Regions from separate parts of the Sus scrofa genome. Here region 1 is linked to region 2. A link is a contact called in public Hi-C data. All regions are on one chromosome and are shown on one strand. The core of a region is the stretch at or near the end of the contact, and the rest is flanking DNA. Distances in the headings are between cores, read along the strand shown.

What was found. Hi-C and Micro-C count contacts between places; a contact is called where the count stands out from the background.
Region 1: a Hi-C map of liver shows a contact between it and region 2, with 1.7 times the contacts expected there. The contact joins the promoter of MTTP here to the enhancer-like site in region 2. A contact is called at or near these places in 1 of 5 promoter capture datasets (liver), 7 of 47 Hi-C or Micro-C datasets (fetal skeletal muscle, liver, psoas muscle and 1 more) and 1 of 2 datasets of contacts at active chromatin or transcription factors (skeletal muscle).

What each region holds. Positions count from the first base shown.
Region 1 is chr8:120,868,909-120,872,885 of Sscrofa11.1, forward strand. MTTP (microsomal triglyceride transfer protein) reads right to left here and starts at 2,560. Exons shown (of 18, transcript NM_214185.1): 1 at 2,445-2,560. The coding sequence starts at 2,505.
Region 2 is chr8:120,825,356-120,829,090 of Sscrofa11.1, forward strand. It overlaps MTTP (microsomal triglyceride transfer protein), which reads right to left. Exons shown (of 18, transcript NM_214185.1): 16 at 169-293. Among named protein-coding and RNA genes, the nearest start is that of MTTP, 44 kb to the right of the region's middle. Within about 2 kb of position 1,321, at least 7 of the 83 cell types and tissues checked have an H3K27ac peak or open chromatin away from gene starts, as enhancers often do. A contact at or near this core is called in fetal skeletal muscle, liver and skeletal muscle, where this site is marked.

The sequences.
Region 1 (3,977 bases), core at 1,310-3,809, 45 kb after region 2:
CTCATGGTTCCCAGTCGGATTCATTAACCACTGAGCTACGATGGGAACTCCTGCAATAGTCTTTATACCCTATGATGTGGACCTGAGTGGAGACCAGATTTGATCTTCTGATTGGTCTCGGGCAGGATACCTTATTTGCACGGGGAAAAGATGATATGGTGGCCTGGTGAGAAATGGGCAACATTCCTTCTCTAGCAGGGAGTGAGCAGCCCAGGCTGGTCAAGGTGGGGCAAGGGGCATTACAAGGAGACATGGCCAGAGGCTTTGGGGTTTAATCCTTGAAGAGGATGTGAAACCTGTAACAAAAGGAGGCACTGAGAATAGACCCGCCATTATAAAATGTGATTCAAAAGAAGTAGGGAGCATTCACTCTTTCAGCATATTCTTCTAAACAGACCCTATGACTCCTCCTCTTCTAAACTCCTCCTACACCCTCTTTATTTATGGTCAACCTGTACGCACCCTCCACCCAGATCTGGACAGTTGCATTGATAAGTAAATTTGAGATGAGTTATGAAGCAATGTATGGCATCCCCAAATTTATAATGGCCTGATTTTAAAGTAAACTCTTCATAAGTAGTTTGCTTATTAAATGTCAGTCGTTACAAATGGTAAGGAATCTATAATTTAACCACGGTACTATAAACCAGGAAATTACCAAATCTAGGGAGACAGAGAGCTGTCAAGTCCTGTACTTTTTATTCATGATTTTTGGAATAGGCAGCTGTACTGTGAAGTTAATGACACTTAAACCCAGGCTTGGAAGGGAGCCTTTGGCATTGTGTACATACGCCGTATCTTTTTTCAGTAACATTTGCAAAAAGTAAGGTATTTTGTTATCTTTTCTCAAATTTTGCCCCTAAATTGCATAAGCTTCAGGATCTAAAATTCTGGGTTTGCCACTGAGCTTATACAACAAACTGTAGCTCTCTGTTATGTTCTAGGTCATAGCTCCCTGCATGCCATTGTCCATTGTCATGTGTGTGTGTGTGTGTGTGTGTGTGTGTATTTTTAAATCTTTATAAGAGCATGTATTTAAAAACATCAAGTTATCCAATGTGCTCACTTGCAAGGTGGGGAAAAAAAGAGAACACCACAATAGCTACTATATCTCAATTGTTTTTTGTAAAATCATGGTATAAGGTCTTATCTCATGGTATATAAATCAATCGTATTTCAAATATTCAACAGTGTACTTGACAGATAACAAAAATAGTAAGCTCTCTGTATAACAATTACCTATCAAGTGTAAGTTACAAAACTTTTTCTCATTAAAATTTGTTTTCATCCAACTAAGGGTTGTACGTTTAAATACAAAATACTTGAGAAACTACTAAAATATATATATATTATCTCAGGTTCTTTAGTTCAAGAACCTAAAGTGTGATTTGCTTGGGTGAAATAATTTAGTCCCCATTTATTGTTCTGGTAACAAAGATGGTCTCTTGTCCTCAAGTGGAAATTTTCAACGCAAAAAATCTTGAGATAAACTTTATGAAAAAAAGAAAGCCAGTTATCCCTAAAGGGCTTTATAAGTTTAAAAGTGAATTGTTTATATCAGTTACTTAGGGTTCACAGTGAGTGAAATCGCATCCTATCATGCTGAGTTATGTGTTAGATCAACTGGCATTCATGGTGAATTATCTTAAGAGACTCTAAAAAGTGATCATTTTACAGGTACAACATCTAGAAATTCACCGCATATATAAATGAATTGACTTAAAACAAGATTCCCTATGAATACATTGCATACAGTTTTTTGGAAACCATTACTCATAAAATGTTTATTTCCTCTGAAAGATATCAATCCTTAGGTGTTTTAAAATCAGTTTTATCTTGAAATAGAATCTAAAATGACTAACACTATTTTTCCAAAGATAATGTCTTATTTCTTAAAATCTATATCATGTCGTTTTATTTTCTGTAATTCATAACCGTGATAATTCTCTTTTGAATGGTAATGGAATTAAATACAGACTTTACCATTTCATTCATAATTCTCTGTCAAGTCAAATGCCTTTTTCATTGGATCTAATTCTTCTTGATGTCCCATTGCTAAGCAACTAGAAGGAAATTTAAGAACTGGTTTTTTAAGCCCACTTTTACAATTCAAATGAAGGAGCTGCATTCATTGAGTGACCAACAGCAGAAGGTAACAATAGCTGGCATCTTTTTTCTCCCTTTTTAAAAATACACCATGAATGAGAGAATGAAGCAAGAAACTAAAAGGAGCCTCTGTTTTCTTAATGTATGTAGGAATTTGAATTTGATTTTCATTCCAACCCAGTCCTGCCTTCACCAACATTCCAAAGTTCCATGGTTTTGAAGATGGCTTAAAGAGTTAGTTAGGACTCTCTCACTACACTACACACACCCACCCACCCACACAATTTTCCCCCTCAAGGATTAAAATTATAGTTTAGCAAAAGGCAACACGAACGTACCTTTAACCGAAGCTGAATATGAGGAAATGAAGCAGAGAAAAAGCACAGCAAGAAGAATCATATTGACCAGCTCCCCTCTAGTGCATCCAGTTCCAAGCGAGGAGTCACTGAGAAGTGGATTCTTGCGGTGGCAGCAAGGGAGTGACCCTCCTCGAACCTGCAACAATGTTTATCTTTGGGGGAAAGGTCAGATTCCAAACTCCAAAATCAGGACCTAAGTTCACAGAAGGGCCCACTATTAATGATTAAACTTTGGTGGGCTCCGGTTTCCAATCTCTCACTCTTTTTATTTATTCTTTACTCAATAAGGAAGACCAAGAAAAAAATGTCACTTTTGAGAGTTCAAGTAAACCAGTCTACCATCCTTTAAATTCAGAAGTACTGATAGACATTCAAGGAAAACTGATGATGATACTTTTCTGCTCCAAACATAAATCATCCTCATTCCCGTAACATCAAATGCCTGTCTTCACATTTACCACTTTACGTGGGAAGGTGGTGAGGAATTGCAAACTCAAATACATTTCATTGAATTTTATTGTCTTGTATGGTCATCTGGAGTTTTTTAATACCATGTGTATGCTATTATTAAAAAATCATTCTGAATTATAGGATTTAAATTTAAAAATTTTTACTTCCACCACCAATCCCTTCAAAATAATGTTAAAATGATAAAACTGATTTCTGAAACCTAGATGATTCTCCTTACGTGTGATTCTTATGTGTCTGTCATTATTAGCACACTAGCAAGCAGTTGAGTTTATCACAGTAGACCTCTAACTACCCCTATGACAAGAAACACTTATCTTGAGTCCCCAAACCAACTGGATGGAATCCCCTGTGCTTTCTGAATCCTAATTCTAGGAAGAAATTCAAGAGGGGAATTCCAGCCCTTAACAATTTTGCTGCGGAAAATTAATTAGGAAACTTCTCTACAATTAAAGCAAGTAACTTAGTGTGAGTGGAGCCACACGAATGAAACCCACTTTTGTCCTTGGAAACTCCTGCAATATAAACCTGATGTGAACAAAACCTATTGAAACAGGGTGGTTGTGGGGAGCATATGGGGATGTTTTGGCAAAGGAACGAATAAGGTGCTGGCAAAGGGCTATTTGAATGAACTAGAAAATACTTATAGCCATAAAATGGGTTCTTAAGCATAGAATGAGGGTCTTAATTTTACCCTCATCTTTCTCTAAAGCCTCTTCTAGAATCCTAACCTTAAGTTCAAATCTTCTAGACAACCCAGGTAAAAGATAGTCAACTTGATAGAAAGGGCTACAAGATGAAATCTAAAATTTTAAAATCTCCAGAGTTAAGCGTATTTCTCCTTGAATTATGTTTTATATAAAGATCTTAAACGTGGAAATTGTTCACCTTTACTGTCTATTGAGATTAGAATTTCACTTGTTAACCTGTTTTATATATAAATCTTGGCTAAATTACCTACACAAAAAATATTTGGTTGTGACTATCACCTTAAAGATATAAATAATTTGTCTTGGGGTAAACAGAAAATGGTCTTAGAAAATT
Region 2 (3,735 bases), core at 71-2,570:
CCCTTCCATTCCAAGAAGCTATGGAAATAATGACTTCCCATGGTTATTTCCTACTCTATGATTGATAATTACAAATAGAAAGCCTAGGTTTTGATAGGTCAGAAGGTTAAACAATTCCAAAAAGCTATCTCTGCGGTTCTTTGCATAGAGCATTAGACTTATGCTTACCGATTTTTCACTCGGGTCTTTGACTCACGATACCACAGACTAAACTCCATTGAACCTGAAATATCAATAGCTAGACCACCCTGGACCTCCATATTGGCCTTAAGTCCAGATTGCAACTGAAGCTCCTAGAAACAAAAATGTATAATAATAGTCAGAAGGAGGAGGAGAAGAAAAAGAGGAAGAAGCACAAAATTTGGCCAGCCCCTTTCCAAAGGCACATTCAACCTCCTGCTCTACATAATGCCACTGAGTTGTGTTAATGTTGATGTCTTTCTCTAAGCTTGGAAACACATTCGAATCTTAATCACCAGAAGATTACTGATGTGCTAAATCATTTAGTCAATTAAAATACTAAAGTAGTTTAGAGTCCATTGAGAAGGGGCTTTCTTTCCATCCTTGCCGCACTTTGGAAGGGGCCATGTTTCTCAAAGTGTGGTTCCCTGACAATTAACATGAGCATCCAGGGAACGTGTTAGAGATGCAAGCCCCATACCCACTGAGTTAGAAACTAATAACTAATCTGACCCCAGAAATCTGTGTTTTACTAAGCCCTCATGTGATTCTGATGCACCCAAATGTGAGAACCACCAGACTAGGGAAAATGAAGGCATCTCCGTGAGGAATTCCGCGTGGCTTTGGGGTAGGGGTGAGAGGTGGGGACAGATGATCTCTCGAAGTCCTTTAGCACTTCTGTAGTTATGTGCTGTGTCAAATATAGTAAACTGCATCCCGCTGGCAAATGAAAGGCAGGATGAAAACTGCCAGAGCAGTATCCTAGTTCCAGGGATTGCCTAGGAAAGGAAAGCTAAGGCAAGGCAACTTAACTAAGCCTTTATACTTTATTGTTCGACCTTTGAAGTGACAACAAAATAACAAGACCAACACAAACTCCAAAGCATATTCCAGAGGACAGGATTCATTTATAAACATAGTCCTTCCTCAGCAATTCTGTAGTTGTCTGAAACCCATTGTTTTATGCTGTTTGCCAGCATTTACACTTTAATTCTCACAATTTCTATGTACATTAGATGGGGTGGTGCTGGCTGAAAACTTTTGCAGCTGGATTGGAATCAGATTGCCTGGAGACAGTGTGGGAAATGATAACAGTTCTGGGAAAAAGGCTCAGTACTCTTAATTTTGATATTCCTCCAAAGATCTTAGGTTCATGGCAACTGGCAGCATGACTAACTTCTTTATGTAACTGCCCTACTCAGACCAAACAAGCCATGCTTTCTTTCCCCAACTATGAATGCCATGATTTCACTTTCTAGAAAGGATTGTGTTGATCCTTGATTTCCCTGACTTCTCTCTACTTTGCAAAAATGAGGCAAGAAATCCCAGTCACAGAACTTGATTTACTGGAAAAAGTCTGAATGGGGCAGGAAACTACCTTCAGTCGGAAAGACACTTGGATGAAGGCATGAGATTCTCCACACTGGGCTCAGGACGCATTAGGAAAGAGCCCTGAGGATCCTTACTGCTACATTAGGTCTAGAACGGGATGTTTTGTTGTAAGATGCGGGGGGTTCCTCGGGCATCATAACTAATCTGAAGGAATACACAGTATCCTGACAAAACCACAATGACCATGTCCTAATTGTAACCTATGCTCTAAGCTGCAGAATCAAGGTATGCACTCTAATTGTGATCATTCCCAAATAAACCCTACTGGGTGCCAGTCTTTCTTTTCTTTGGCTCACGTTCTCTGTTTCCAGTTGGAACACGATAATCTTGTTCGCCAACTCAGCAGAGGTCCGTGACATGGACTTTGGCTTTCCCACTGACGTACATTATGTAGATGTCAAAACACACCAAGTCCCATGGAAAAGAACATTTCACGGCTACTAGACCATGTGCCTTTTGTGGGGAGAGAGCATTTCCACTGCAGTGTGGGTTTTGAGGAACACCTCGGCTTTCTGGGAAAACTCCACTTCTCTCATGCCAAGGCATCACAGGAGAATTCTTGTGTATAGTCACAGAGAAATTTGCTTGGACCCCCACAGAAGGACAGACCACAGATCCCTATAGAAGGACACACTTCTCTTTCCTTTGTGAAAAGGACTAAACCACATAGTGCAGTGGTTCTAAGTTATGAAGAGTAAAAAAATAAGGAGAACTTATTATTCACTTCTTGCACCCCCAAGCCTCTATATTTGATATCTCATTTAATTCCCATACTAATTTTCCATGGTAGGTATTATATCTGAAGATTGGAAAGAAAACCCAGGCTAGGAGATTACATGTGGAGCTAGAATGAATACCCAGACTATTTCTAGTGGGGAAACTTTTCTAATACCATACATGGCTATCATGAAATTACAGTTCTTGTTTGTCTCCTACTGCGTGAGGAAGCCTATTCTGAGAAATATTGCAAAAAAAAGATAAAGCATAGGGTAATGTCCTTGTTTGACCCAGAGCACATATTTATTTAAATTCTTGTCTATAGGCTAGAAGAACAAGATGCTTGAGCTTTGTATTTGTTGCTCATATGACCCCTTTGATCTTTTACTTTTGGTCCCATGGGTTTTCTTATAGTTCAGACACTGGTATTTTGACAGCTCATCCCATTGCTTCCATTCAGGAAAATATGTTCTGGCTAAAGAGGATCCCCCTATTAATCTAACTTTATCAGACATCCTTCTCTGAAGACTAATCCAATTAGCTGAAAAGAGAGAGAGAGGAGGGTGAGCGAAGAGTAATTCCATCTGCCCTGGGGCTGTGACAGGCCATCCACTGCCAAAATTTCCTCCAATGTCAGCACTTGACCTAGAGTGGTATGTGCCTCTGTAGCTGGGATGGCATTACTGGAGTGCTCTGCAGAGGCAGGGAGACTCAAACAGCTTATTTGTATATAAACCCACATCTGCTACATACTCCATTCTAACAAATGCTGGCACTAGGTTCTGTTTAATAGCTAAGGGAAGATGTCGCTCATAGAATGTGCCCATGGTGCCATGGCTTAGTGAATAGAAAAAACCTTACAAGATCATGTAGATCAGGGGTTGGCAAACACTGGCCAGCAGGCAAATCTGGCCCTCTGGCTATTTTTGTAAATAAAAAACTTATTGGAGCAGTGCCATATTCATATGTTAATATACCACTCTACAATGAGCAGAGTTGAGTAGTTGCAACAGAGACCCTTGTGTCTTACAGAGCCTGAACTGTTTACTTTTTGCCCTTTACATTAAAAGTTTGCTAGCCCTGCTCTAGATTACCACTATGTTAGCATCAAGTTTTATAACTCAATTCAGACCCTTAGGTATTGTTGATGGGTAGGTGAGTCCAGACAGATGGTACTGAACTGTAATTATTCCTGCATCTTCAAATGTGGACTACTTTCTCAGCGCTCTTAGGCATTCTTCAGAGATGTTCTTTCATTAAGAATGCATCTCCCCAGGAGTTCCTCTGTGGCTCAGTGGGTTAAGGACCCAACTGTCACTGCTGTGGCTTGGGTCACCCCTGTGGCACAGGTTCAATCCCTGTCCCGGGAACTTTCACATGCCACAGGCACAGCTGAGAATTCTTTATAGAGAATGCATCTTCCCAGAGATGCATTGGAATATACAT